Linked DNA regions of Mus musculus: region 1 is linked to region 2. A link is a contact called in public Micro-C data. All regions are on one chromosome and are shown on one strand. The core of a region is the stretch at or near the end of the contact, and the rest is flanking DNA. Distances in the headings are between cores, read along the strand shown.

The links. Hi-C and Micro-C count contacts between places; a contact is called where the count stands out from the background.
Region 1: a contact with region 2 is called in a Micro-C map of granulosa cells, with 2.1 times the contacts expected there. The contact joins the enhancer-like site here to the promoter of Twsg1 in region 2. A contact is called at or near these places in 2 of 39 promoter capture datasets (embryonic stem cells and macrophages), 15 of 484 Hi-C or Micro-C datasets (the Ba/F3 cell line, the C2C12 cell line, CD4 T cells and 8 more), 2 of 115 datasets of contacts at active chromatin or transcription factors (the SCID.adh cell line and embryonic stem cells) and 2 of 9 other capture datasets (adipose tissue and embryonic stem cells).

The regions. Positions count from the first base shown.
Region 1 is chr17:66,010,067-66,016,950 of GRCm38.p6, reverse strand. The region is part of intron 8 of Ankrd12 (ankyrin repeat domain 12); the gene reads left to right. Among named protein-coding and RNA genes, the nearest start is that of Twsg1, 62 kb to the right of the region's middle. Within about 2 kb of position 2,305, at least 10 of the 459 cell types and tissues checked have an H3K27ac peak or open chromatin away from gene starts, as enhancers often do. A contact at or near this core is called in granulosa cells, where this site is marked.
Region 2 is chr17:65,945,764-65,953,052 of GRCm38.p6, reverse strand. It overlaps Twsg1 (twisted gastrulation BMP signaling modulator 1), which reads left to right and starts at 1,866. Exons shown (of 5, transcript NM_023053.3): 1 at 1,866-1,986; 2 at 4,239-4,395. The coding sequence starts at 4,276.

The DNA.
Region 1 (6,884 bases), core at 1,056-3,555, 63 kb before region 2:
TCCAGAGAAGCTTACTGTCACTATGACCAACCCAAATGGACCTGTCTCCATGGGAAGGCCCCAGAACCTGAGACCGGCCTAAAACCAAACCAAGATAATCAGTCAACTCCTTGGGACCAAGACCAGACCTGAAACCAGACAAATCAAAAACAAAACAGAATCAGAAGGTGGTCCAATGGAGGACACACAAGTGAACAAGACACACAGACACACAGACATACAGACAGGGAGGGATCTCACTTTACCTCTGACGTACAGTGTCTGTGTCTCATGACAAAAACCACAAACAAAAACAAGATAGCAACAGAGAAAAAGAAGACACCAGTATCTCTAAGCACACTCGTCCACGCCTGGACTTGTACAACCAGCCAAGCCAAACGCTATTTCCTGATGGGGGCAGATTCCACATCGACTCCCTTCCTCCTGAAAAACAATTTGCCTGACGGCGGCGATTAGTGACAAGTCAAAAGCACCCTTAGGTGGCCAGCCTACTCCAAACATTGGCCACTCGGAGGCGCAAAAGGTCTGCCACTGACCCTTTCTGACCTCCACCGACTGGTTGTGGGCTCTGACCCGCACCTCCTTCCAATGCTCCAGAGTCAGAGAAAGAGGAGTGAACACAGATTGTCCCATTTCTAGAAAAACAGTAGTCACAACAAGAGCGGACACGAGACTAAGACAAAAAAGAAACCAGAAGAATCAGATGGCCTCTCCAAGGCCGGCCGATTGAGACCCTCTGCACGAGGTGGGACTCGAACCCACGATCCCGTGACCAGACGCGAGGTGGGACTCGAACCCACGGTCTCGCAACAAGGTGCGAGGTGGGACTCAAACCCACGATCTCGCAACAAAACACGAGGTGGGACTCGAACCCACGATCTCGCAACTGGGCACGAGGTGGGACTCTAACCCACGATCTCGCAACCCCAAATGGTCTCTTGGCCTTCAAAGGGGTCCACCAGGCGTCCCTGATCCTCCCCTGTTCCTCCTGGGACGTCTCCCAGGGTGAACGGACGGTGGACACCTGGACACGTCTATCCTTATCCACCCCGCACTCCCTCTCGGAGCGCGGTCTCACTGAGCGTCCGCAAAACTGAAACTGCGATCGCACCAGACTTAGAAACAGAACACAGACATCAGAACACAGACATCAGACCAAAACAGAACAAAGAATCTTACCTCTAAGTGGGTCTAGGACCTCTGGGTGGTCGCGCTGTTTCCCGGCCAATGCACCAAATGAAAGACCCCCGAAGGGAGACCCTCCCTCAGACACTTAAGTCCCGGGACAGCCGCGTACCCAAGAAGACACTGAGACCATACATAAAATGTAGAAGGTAAGATTTAATAAAGTAGCAACAACATGAAAGCACACAGACCAGAGCTCTGGGGTCGAAATAAAGCAGCAACAGAAAGCACACAGAGCTCTGGGGTCGAAACTCATACACCTTTGCACAGGGTAGAGGAGTCTCGACCGTCAGCCAAAATTTTTCACAGGCTTATATAGTAAAACTCAAAGGGGGAGAACTGGGCAGGAAAAGTACAAGTTTACATCACTAGGGAGTTCTGCCAAAGGAATCTACGTAACTAAGGAGTCATGTCCTATCAAGGAACCTACGTAACTAAGGAGTACCTGGTTCATTTTGAGGTTGTTCTAGGAGGCCTTTATCTCAAAAATGTTCTTGGAACAGTTTTTAGTTGGGAGGGTTCGAACTTTAGGGTGAGGAGTTTTGGGGTGAAAAGTTTAGGAGTGTTCTGGGAACAATCTCTAGATGGGAGGGGGTGGGCTCCGAGGTAAAAAATTCATGTTTTCACAAGAGGCCAGTAATTTTCTATTCTTCACTGTCAGCAAGGCCAAGGTTGTACCGTCCTACACAGATCTTGTTCTTGAGCAGATTTAGAGTATGGAACAGAAAAGGGAGATCCTGTACCATCCTCAGAAAGGCACGTCAAGCTTTACAGCAAATAAGCAACACGAAAAACTTAAGCATGGGGGGTTACTGCTCAGGAGAATCTTACATAAAGCTCAGTCAAAGTAAGTGGCGCGTGTAAGATTCAGGAGTTTGATAAAATAGTATTTTAGACATTTATTTACTTACTCAGTATGTGTAGTGGGGAGCAGAGGATGTGTGCTGTGGTATCAGTGTGGAGGTCAGAAGTGATGTGAATTCGCCCTCTAGTGAAAAATGTAAATTTAATATTGTAAGTACATAGATCCTTATGCTCAGTAGATACAAGACAGGCCCTGGGAGATTGTGTCTAATCCACGTGAGTGAGTCCATGGGAACAGCTAGGACTGAGATCTGCTGGGTGGCAGACAGGCTGCTTCTGCTCAGTACTTGAGCTGCTCACCAGGCAGAGAGGTGCTTACCTTGTCCTTGGACTGCTCTATCTCATGGTGCTGTGAGCTAATAAAAAAGTAACAACCCTCGGGGTTGCCGGGAGATACAAGAGAATAGTTAGGGTCGGTGAACACATATTTAACCCCACTAAATAAAACAGCTGTAGGAATTCTAAGTTCATCAACAAAAATGGGCACCTAGATTCTGATATTACATGGGAAGTCTTAGAAATGGCCTGTGGTCCCATCATACAAGAAGACAGAAGGTCTACTAGTTCCCAGTCCAGTCTGGACCACAGGGAGAATGGGTCTAGAGATGAAAGGCTTGGAGTAAGGCTATGTCTTGGTTGGTTAAGTATTTCCTAGCATGCGTGAGGCCCTGAGTTCAGGTGCCAGTGAAACACACAAAAGACACCTCAAAAAATGAAATACTTATAGGTTCTAGTGAAACATGGTAATTCTGTAAGTAAATGAATTTTAAAAGTGCTTTGTCATTTTAGAAAATAACATAAAAGAAGTCATATTTGCTGTACCATAACAAAAATAGAAAAGAACAGAGTTATGAGTAAAACAGGAGACATAAGTAATAGATGCAGTGACTTTAAAACAACCGGCGAACTAAATTATAGAGATTTAAAATACCTGAACAAGATATGACTTACTGTGAGGTCAAAACAAACAAAACGCAGAGAGACCTGCAAGTGTCGAGAAGACTAAGCAGCCAGATGTAGTAGCACACACCTTCAATCCTAGTGCTGGAGGCCGAGGCAGGAGGCAGACCTCCGTGAATTCAAGGCCGACCAGGACTACATTAGTGAGACCCAGTCTCAGAAAAGAAAACAGGAGAAACAAAGAAAGACTGGGAAAGCTTAATGGTGCATATAAACAAGTGTACAAAAGTGGCTGTCTCTCGAAAAACCAAAAAACCAAAACAAAACAAAAAGTGGCTGTCTAACGAGAGTGGGTGAAAGGTCAGGGATGTCAGCTGTCACCGTGTGAGTTATCCAAAACTGGTTACTAGAACTGAAGCGGAAGCAGAATAGCTCTAGAAGATTCTACTTTGTGATATTTCAGATATTGCTACACAAAAACTCTTTTTGAATTTTTAAATTTTATTCATGACTTATAAGAGACAGGATGAATACGAGGGAATGCAATGCATGTGGAGGTTGGAGGACAGCTTACTAGAGTTGGCGCTCTCCTTCAGCCATGTGGGTCTCAGGGATGAAACTCAAGCCATGAGGCTTGTGGCAAGTGCTATTATTGACAGTGGCTAAGCCATCTCACTAGCCCGTTTTCACCAAAACACTCTTAAAATACTCACCCTTCCTTATTAGTCAGGCACACTCCTGGGAACATAGCGGTTGTTATAGTATTAAAGCAGTATTTAACCGTCTGCATCACTGGGAGCTTGATGGAGACTTGGCATGTCCGTGGTGTGTTTTGAAGAACTTTATGTGTATCGGGTTGGAGAAGTTAAGATGGGGAACCATAGCTTATAGCTGATTCTTACTAAGTGCCCAGCATTATTTGGTATTATGTTTTGATTTGGTTTGGTTTTGAGGTGCTGAGAATCAAAGTCAGACCCTCACACATACTATGAAAGTAGTGCTTTATCCTTGAACTACATTTACATTCCTTGTCATGAGCAATGTTTTTTTTTTTTTTTAACCTGTGCTGACATATGTACTTAAATCCTTTCGATGTAAAACATTTTGGCTGAGAGCTGGATGCAGAGGTGGCACTGGAGGCCTGGATGACTTCTTTAACAGTTATGGACGTGAGGGGTTTGCTTACATGTATGTTTATGCCCCATATGCATGGACACTACATGCGTTCTTGGTGCCCAGTGGAGTCAGAGGTGGCATTGGATCTCCTTAGGATGGAGTGACAGATGGCTGTGAGCCTCCATATGAATCCTGGGAACTGAACCCAGGTCCTCTGGAAGAGCAGCCAGTGTTCTAACCAAGGAGCCATCTCTCCGGCTCCTTATTTATTTTTAATAGTCTGTAATTTTTACACTGGAATTTATTTTTTAGTAAGACCACAGATGTTCTTCTACTGCTAGATCCTTGGAAAGTGTTGTAGTTCTGCTCTTTTCAAACTGGAATTTGAAAACGCTGACTGTGTTTCTTTGTTTAGTTTTCTAACGCCTTGATTTCTGGGACATAATCCACCTTGACTTTTCTACAGTTCCTAGACTGCTTTATTCCAAGTTTGGTTCTCGAATCTTATCTCCTTTTCCTTCCTCTGTGCCTTGTTGGTTTGCTCAGATTTTCACTCACTGGATCCTCCTCTCTACCCCAGGGAGCCTTCCTGACAAGCTCCGCATACCCACCCACCACTCACAGGTTAAGACCTTCCAAACGTTCCTTTCAACCCCAGACTGCTCTCTGAAACCTCAGGAACTACGTTTAGCTGCCTCAGGATCTTGCCACTTCCATTTCCTCAGTGACCCTCAGAAATTAAAGTGCACAAGGGAAACTCGCTCCCCCTCCCCCACCATTTATGCCACTGTGTTCTTTTCTTTCTAAATGACAACAGCACTTGACTGTCCTCAGAAGCCACATACCTGGGGGTCACCCTAAATACCAATTCTTCCTTTTCCTTCCGTCTAAGCCTTTCTGCTACTAAGTAGAGGTAATTGAGGAAACTCTACTGTTTGTGGTCAGTTTTGACATTTAACTTATTTGCAAATCTGTCTGTTATGTAAAACCTGGGAGTTCTTTACACATCCTTCCAGGTATTATAGTATCTGGATTTGAGTTGAAATTCATTGTCTTTGATAAGAAAATAAGATTTTAAAAAGTAGGAAATTTTATATGCCATGTTCTATTATTGCTGTGAACTCTTTAATTTTGATTCTTCAAGAAGCCGTAGCTTTGAAAAGCAGCATTTGTTAAAAACCTTCCATAGAGCTGGGCGTGGTGGCACACACCTTTAATCCCAGCACTCGGGAGGCAGAGGCAGGCAGATTTCTGAGGTCGAGGCCAGCCTGTCTACAAAGTGAGTTCCAGGACAGCCAGGGCTATACAGAGAAACCCTGTCTCGGAAAAAACAAAACAAACAAACAAACAAACAAACCCTTCCATAGGACAAAGTGCAGCAAGAGATTTTTCAGATAAAAGCTATTTTATTTGAACGTACATGTTTTAATTTTAGAGTAGGACAAATCTTCTAGAACCTTTTTAATTTTCCTCTGATACTATTTCCTGTGTTCATCAGCTATGTATTAATTTTTCAGAATATTTATTTTCCACATGGTGAATGTGCCTGAATTATTGCTTGATCAAAGTGCGTCAAGGAATGATGCAAAAATTATCAGTAAGTATCACACAGCAATTCTGGGATTGCTGAAGACTGAGGGAAATACCCAAATTTTATTCTTTAATTTACTTGAAGTCCTTGTTAAGCTCAACATTATCAATCTTCAACCAATCAAAATTCTGAATGCATTTTTAATGGACAATTAATTTAACTGCCCATAATTATTTGTATGTGAAAATTTCACAGCATGATTTTCCTTCAGAAATACCATCCATGTGACAGATACACTTTTAAGTGTTGCAAAATTAGAGGATAACTCAGTCTGTGAATGTCACACCTTGATAAACTCGGAGCAAATAAATCAGTGTTAGATATGTAGCATTTCACATGCAGTTTATTCCATAAGATATTGTGCTGATGCCAGTTCTGCTCAAAGCTGTCCTGTAAACTGTTTGCTGTTAATACCAATCCCCGCCCCCAGGACAAGGAATCTGCAGAATGTCGGTTTTCACCATGGGGAAAATGCTCTGAGAAAATGTCTGCTGAGAGAAACAGCGTATATTTACTGATGTCATCACTCGAGTCCACTTGTGGTGCAAGGCCCTAGGTATAGTGAACGGTATGATCGGCAGTTCTGTACCATGTTGGTCAGACATTTATGGTAAACACTGCAGGAATACATGTCCTGGTTAGTACATCTTACTTGGATAGAAGTGCATGGTATTTACATTTGCATAATTCTTCTTCAGTTGTGTATCTCCCTCTTCAGTATCTGCCTTTTCTAGTTTATTTTGTTTTATTTCTTGTTTTTTTCTAGAGAGTTTCTTTGCTGGTCTTGAATTTGCTAGGTAGACCAAGCAAACTCAAATCCACCTGCCTCTGTCTCCCAATCCTGGGATTAAAGGTGTGTACCACCACACCTTGTCTGTTTCCTAGCCTTACTCAGTGTCATTTTAAGTGCAAAAAATCTTTTCTACCGTTTCTGAATTCTGCCTGATGATAGTACTTACTACAAATAACGCTCTTTCATTATGCTGAGAATGTAGTTATGCCCTTGCTTATGAATGATAGTTATGGTGATGAAGACATGAGCCACATTGTGCCCCTCCATTCTTTCCAACACTGGATAGTTACCAGGTTAGAGGCTTCGTTAACAATAAGCATTACAAATAATGTTTGCAATATCCCAGCCTTTTCATTTAAGGAGTGCTCAGTGGACAAATTTTAAAATGCCAGTCATTGTTAAACGAACTATTCACTTTCTCCGTGCCTTCCCTGG
Region 2 (7,289 bases), core at 617-3,116:
GCCCCCAGTGGAGTATCTCCCACCCCTCAGTCTTTACAAACAGTGCCACTGACTGGGGATATGTTCAAACACACAAGCCTACGGGGATAGTGTTTAATCCATCACAGTTTTATTTTTTTAAATGCACTTATTAAAATAAATGTTATCTATGTAACTATGTACTGGGTTTAATGAAATAATGAGCAATTTTAACTAAAAAAATTTAATTTCAAATATTGAAACGATACACATAACCTCTTTGAAACACTCCATGTTTTCAACAGTATAGAATCCTGTGAACAAGAGGTTTGGGAGTCAGTGATCTACAATAGCATTTTAAATGGTTGGACTAGCCCACTGATGTAGTGGATCGTAATCTCTGTAACTCATAAATAATGCTGAGAATAAGATCCGTAAAATTTAATAGGTGTAGACCCTTGTTTTCTTAGGGTAGTTTTCAGGGGAGCTTCATTTAATGTGTGGGATGTATATGCACCTATTAGTGTGTGCATATGTGCATGGCTGGTGTATAACATACTCTTATGTCATCCTATATTTAAAATAGTGTGTACACATGTATGTATGTATATGCACGCGCACCCAAGCGTGTGTATGTGCACTTGTGCACATGTGTGTGCACACACGTGTATATATGTGCGTGTGTGTGTATGTGTGTACTTGCATGTGTGTGTGTGTGTGTTTGCACTCCTTCTGTGGCACACATGTGGAGATCAGAAGATGACTTGCAAGAATTGGCTCTCTACTTCCACCTTGTGGATCTTGAGGCTTGACTATAAGGCTTGGTGGCAGCTAAATATAAGGTCATCAGGTTTGGTGACAGATGTCCTTATGAGCTGAACCACCACCTTGGGTGGCTTTCTTACTTTTGATTTTCCTAAACAGGGTTTCTCATGGCACCTGGAGCTTTAGTGAACCCAGAAATCCTCCTATGTCTACCTCCTTCTAGGGCTGGGTTTCATATATCAACCCCTGTGCCTGACATATGAACATATGGGCATATGAATCTGAACCCTGGTCTTTTACTAACTGATCCATCTACTCAGCCCCCGATTTTTAAAGAAAACCTATGCTTACTTTACAAAATGTATTAATACCAGCACTATGACCCACATTAGCTAGTAATTTATTACTATCCATCTCAGCCAATTTTTTCTAGGCTGCTGCCTCCCAGTAAACCAAGGAGAGTTTAAGACACTTCCTAGGTTAAGAAAGGGTTTGACACTAGGCCATTGCTCCCAAAGTGAACTGGCCATGTGGGCTCCAACTCAATGGCTGTGGAATATTGCTGGAAAAGCAATGGTTATGGTAAAGACCTAAATGTACTTTATTTGTGGGCTACTGGTGGGATAAGCCCCATCTTCCTAAAGTTCAAGACTCAATGACTGGTCAAGCCAATACTGACCTGACCTCCGTTCCAACTGAGGCTTCTTCCAGTTGGTCTCCCTCCCATACCTAGTGACATTCCTGAGCAGGATTCACTGCTGCCTTCTCTCCTTTTTGGCAGTGCCAGGCTTAACATTTTTATGAATTAGTGACTGAAGTGTGGGACAGATCCGTATCCAGTGATCCCTAGGTGCTTAAACACGTATTTAAAATGAACCTTGCCTCGCACGTCAAGTATCAGTCCTGTTCTATTCATCTGCCCTGTGCCTCATTCTTATATCCAGTAAGGAGGACAAATCAGCTTTGTGGCAGAGCTGCTGAACCGAACCGCAGGGCACAGCGGCTGGCAGCAGAGGTAAGCCGCCCAACAGGTGGCAGCAGACCAGACGGCTGATGGGCGGGGCCCGGCTCCGCGAGAGGCCGGAGCGCACACACCTGGGGGCGTGGCCGAGGGCGTGCCCAGCCCGGGCTCCAGGGGGCGTGGCCTGCAGCCCGGCGCGGGCCTGGGAGCGGCCGGGGACAGCGCGGGCCTGTGTGTCCGCGGCGCCGGGGTTCGCGGGAGCTGCTTGGAGGCTCGGCGGCCGGGAGGAGGCCGGGGCCACGGTGAGCGAGCTCGGGCGCGCGGGCGGGCGGCATCTAGGAAGCCAGGCCGCGGCGCTCGGCGGGGATGCGGGCGCCGAGAGGCCCGAACGGCGGGGACAAAGGGCCGCGGTGCCACCGCCTTCGGAACCTCGGGTCCGGGCGCTGGTGTGGGGTGTCGCGCTCCTCCCCCGCGGTCACCTGGATTCCCGGAGGACGGCGGGAAGACGCTCGGGGCAGCCGGGGGTGTCTGTGGGTCCCCGCGGCCGGCAGCGGCGACGGGGCCGCACCGGCTGTGGGCAGGATGCCCAGGGAGCCGGCTGGGTCCGCAGGGAGCGGGCGAGAAAATGGGATTACTAACGGTTCCCCGCCGGCGGGCAGGAGCTCTGGACTTTCTGTTTCAGAACGGAGTCATACCCCATGCAGAGCCTGTGGTGTAGCGCCATCTCCTAGTTTTGTAACCAGCAGGGTCCACTTTCTAACCGGCCCTACATCAAAATTGTATTTTATTGTTTTGAGGGGATTTATTTTGACTCCTTTAAAATAAAATGCATGCGTCTGTATGCGTATGCACACTTTTCGTCTTGGCACTGCTATAGGGGCCAGAAGAGGGCATTGGATGCCCCAGAGCTGGGCTTGCTGACCCTTGTGCCCTGCCAGTGTGGGTGCTGGGAACCGAACTCGGGTCCTCTACAAGAGTAGCAAGTGCTCTTAAGACATTGAGCCATCTCTCTAGCCCCTTATTTTTATCGTTAATTTATCTAACTTGGAAGTAAAGCTGGCCTGCAGTTCATTATCCTCCTGCCTTGCTTGCCAAATGCTGGGATCACAGGCGTGTCTCATCAGGCCCAGCTATTATTTAATTGATTTTGTTGGGAATTTGTGTTTTAGCCTTAAGAAATTATATCTTTAAAATTTTAGTGGGTGCGCGAGCGTGTTTATGCGCACACAAGCATACCTGTGCACCTGCGCCATGGTGTGTATGCCAAAGGACAACTTTGGAGGGAGGCAATTCTCTTCCTTTTTTTTTTTTTTTTTTTTCCTGGTTTTTCGAGGCAGGGTTTCTCTGTGTAGCCCTGGATGTCCTGGAACTCACTCTGTAGACCAGGCTGGCCTCGAACTCAGAAATCCGCCAACCTCTGCCTCCCAAGTAGAACTTAGGCTTTCAGGCATGTCAGGCAAGTGTTGTTAGCCACCTAGCTATCTTGCCAGCCCCCACTTATAACCCCTGTGAGAATTTGTGCTGGTGCCCCTCTGTTTTCTTTCTGTACTGTGATACTTCTTAAGAACAGAAGAATCTACCGTACTAACAGAATATCTTCCCATTTACCTACAATTCTTAATGCAGTTAAGAATGGTTGTGGTTCCTGCGCCTCTCCCCCAAGTCCTTTACCAACAAAGTGAGATAATCACCAGAATAATTTTCCTTCACAGTTTTGCTTTGATGCTCAGATTTTGAACATTGGAGCTGAAGGTGTAGTTCATGGTAGAAACCTTGCCTCACACACGCGAGGCCCTGGATTTCATCTCCAGCTGCACGTGTGAGCACCTACAGGGTGCTTTAACGTAACGCAGAAGTAATAGCTTTAAAGATGTATTTTTATTGTTTTTAATTATGTGTGTGTGAGCGTGTGTTCCGTGTTCAGGTGCCCCAGGAAGTCATAGGGTTCAGCGCCCCTCCCCCCGAAGCTAAAGTTACAGGTGATTTCGAGCTGTCCCAGATAGGTGCTGGGAACCAAACTCAAGTCTTCTGAAACTGCAGTAACATACTCCTAACCACTAAAACCATCTCTCCAGCCCCGGTGTGGGTGGGGCTGGCCTTGAACATGCCTCCTGAGTCCCTGCCTCCTGAATCCCTGCCTCCTGAGTCCCTGCCTCCTGAGTACCGGAATTTAAAAAGGCCTGCACCACCACACCTGGCAGTATTATTAGTTCTTACATAAATTATTTTAAATTGAATATGATGTTGAAACTTGAGTTGTAGCGCTACAGTTGGATCCTTTCGGATGGCTGGGACCTCAGCAGTGTTAACTAGGATTTTAATCATCTCCATGTCTGAGTAGTTTGCGGTTCATTCTTTAAAGATGGCCACCCAAGCCTGAATGTTTGAATGTTTAAGTGATCTTTGAGAATGTTCCTCAAATGATCCCTCAGGGGGTTGGACACAAGCAAGTGACTCTTGACTTATATTCCATGTTTTTTTGTTTGGTTTCGTCTTAGTTTGTAACCTACCACTTGCCTTTGAATTAAAGTTTCTCGTTGCTTTGTTTTTCTAGCTTCTTGGAAGCTACTGAGTGACTTCTTTGAAGAACCATGAAGTCACACTATATTGTGCTAGCTCTAGCCTCCCTGACGTTCCTGCTGTGTCTCCCCGTGTCCCAGAGCTGTAACAAAGCACTCTGTGCCAGCGATGTGAGCAAATGCCTCATTCAGGTAAGGATTCAAGGTACCTTCGTTAATACTGAAACATACTGTGTGCAGGTAGATACTATAGGGATATATCAAAGCAGGTACACACACCGTCTGAGCAGTGGGCCAGGGTCGGCGGTACCGAACTTTGTTTTTTATCTTTATGGCTATCTTCCATCCGACCAAAATTGGTTCAAGAAGTTCAATCTGCAGTATGCTAGTCTGCTGTATAAGCTGTTATGGGTGATGAGTGTACTACTGTCTACAATCTAGCTTAGATGACAGAGTCTTAATAACTATATTTAGAAGACTTTTAGCCTGTCAGTTAATAGATAGATTATTACATATAACGTATTATTTTCCGGTTGCTGTGTAACAGATTATATCAAAACCTAGCAACTACAGCCAAAATACATTATCTCGTGAAGCTTCTCAGGGACTCAAGTCTGGGAGGCAGTGTGGCTGGGTGGTTCCGGTTCAGGCTCACTCATGTTGCAGGCAGATTGTTGGCCAGGACTATAGACTCTTCTCCCAAGTATGTGAAAAATGATCCTTTCCAATGGAAGCGAGGCAAACCCATGTAATTACCTGTCGTTTTGCTGAGATGAAAAGTGACGGTCATTTGGTGACGTTCCTGTAGCTGGGAAATGGTTGTGGGTTTGACCTGTTCTGACCTGTTTCTGGCTGCTAAGCCCATGACTCTTTCACTCAGCATCCTGGTTACTATTCTCCATGATGTTGTGACAGTGACAGATAAATTATGTAGCTTCTCTCTCCCCATCCCTCCAGCAGTCTTTCTTCTCTTTGAGGGGGCCATGTCTTTTGTGTCCTCCATTCTAGGTGCTGACCATGGCCCCACGAAATTTATCAGCTATGCGTACAGGCTGAATATGTGTGAAATGTTTATGGCCAAAGTGTTTCACATTTTGAAATTTTTAGAATTGCATAAATATATATGCCAATATGTATGTATGTATGTATGTATAAGGCAAATATACATTTTACACACACACACACACACACACACACACACACACACACACGTATGAAATTACCTTAGTTGTGAGACGCAGTCTAAAGAGTAAACCTATTTGCTTGCCGTGCGCTTTGCTTTGCCTGGGAGTGACCTTCTGCAGTATTTTTAGCTGTTTTGACTACAACGCCTCATCGGCTGTCAGATGTGGAATTTTCCACTTGTGATGTCATGTTCATGCCCAGGAAGGTTTAGGGTTTTGAGCCTTTCAGATTACACGTTTACAAAGAGAGACACACAGCCTCTGTTAGCTTTCCATGTAGAGTGAGTCCACCAACTTTGGCTCTAATTCTCGCTTGAGACTACAATCATAAGTAATTTTATAGATCAAGGATTTTTATTTTTTGTGCCTATTCCTGATATTTTCCTCCTTTTCATTAGTAATTTGAATTCTAGTTACATGAATCACATACTCTGTAGAACCTTTAAAATTTGCCTTTCAAATCTAGAGAAATCTGTTATTAATTTTAACTTTAGCCGGGCATGGTGGCGCATGCCTTTGATCCCAGCACTTGGGAGGCAGAGGCACGGATTTCTGAGTTCGAGGCCAGCCTGGTCTACAGAGTGAGTTCCAGGACAGCCAGGGCTACACAGAGAAAACCTGTCTCCAAAACAAAACAAAACAAACAAACAAACAAAAACCCAAAATGAAACAAAACAAAAATTTAACTTTATTATGCCTGTGTGTGTGTGTGTGTGTGTGTGTGTGTGTGTGTGTGAATTTAGGGAACCTTGTTTCCTTGGTGCCCTCCATCCCCTTTGAGACAGGGTTTCTCTGTGTAGCCCTGGCTGTCCTGGAACTCACTTTGTAGACCAGACTGGCCTCGAACTCAGAAATCCGCCTGCCTCTGCCTCCCAAGGGCTGGGATCAAAGGTGTGCGCCACCGGCATTTTTGGAACTTTTAGTATAACATCTGTCTTAGTCTTCTGTTGCTGTGAAGAGACACCATGAGAAAGGCAACTTTTAGAAAGCATTTATTTGGGGCTTGTTGACAGGAGGAAGAGTGAGTCCATGGTTGTCGTGGCTGGGAACAAGGCAGCAGGCAGGCAGGCAGGCAGGCAGGCATGGTGCTGTAGCTGTAGCCGAGAGCTTTCCATCCTGATCCACAGGCAGCAGGCAGAGAGAAAGAGTGCAGCTGGGCCTACCATGGGCTTTTGAAATCTCCAACCTCAAGTGTCACACCTCCTTCTATAATAGCACCTAGTAATTCTAAGTGCTCCAACTGGGAACTAAGAGTGCAAATGTATGTCCTGTAGGGGCCATTTTGTTCTGCCCACCACAACATCCTTGCCCTGACATTTGAAATGTAAACAGTTGAGTCTAGACACTTGAAGAATCCATTCTGAGCATGTGCATGGCCTTGGTTGCTGTAGCTTTGTAGTATAGCTTTGTAGTGTAGTCTCATTTCGCTCTTTTTAAGACTTTGTTCCTGATTCTGGGTCCCTTGCATTTGCATATGAATTTTTGGGTCATCTTGTTAATTTCTGTAATAAAACTTGCTAGGAATTGATTTAACATAGTAGGCTTCATTTTTTAGAAATGTTTTTGGTCTTTAGAAAAAAATGGGTACAGAGTTTCCTTATACTTCTTTGTCTAGCTTTATTCATTTTCAATAGGTTTTTTTTTTTTTTCTTGTTGAGACAGTCTTGCTATTTTACCTATGCTGGTCTTGAACTTGGAGTCCTCCTGCCTCAACCTAGTGAATACCTGGGATTACAGACGTGTACCACCACACTCAACAGTTTCTGCCTATTATTACCTTTCTTTACTGTGGTACACTTTCTACTACAGATGAACCAATATTGATACCCTGTGTTATTAACTAAAACACATTGTTTAAGGTTGTTCATATAGTTTTTCTGTGGGTTTTAACAGATGCATGCA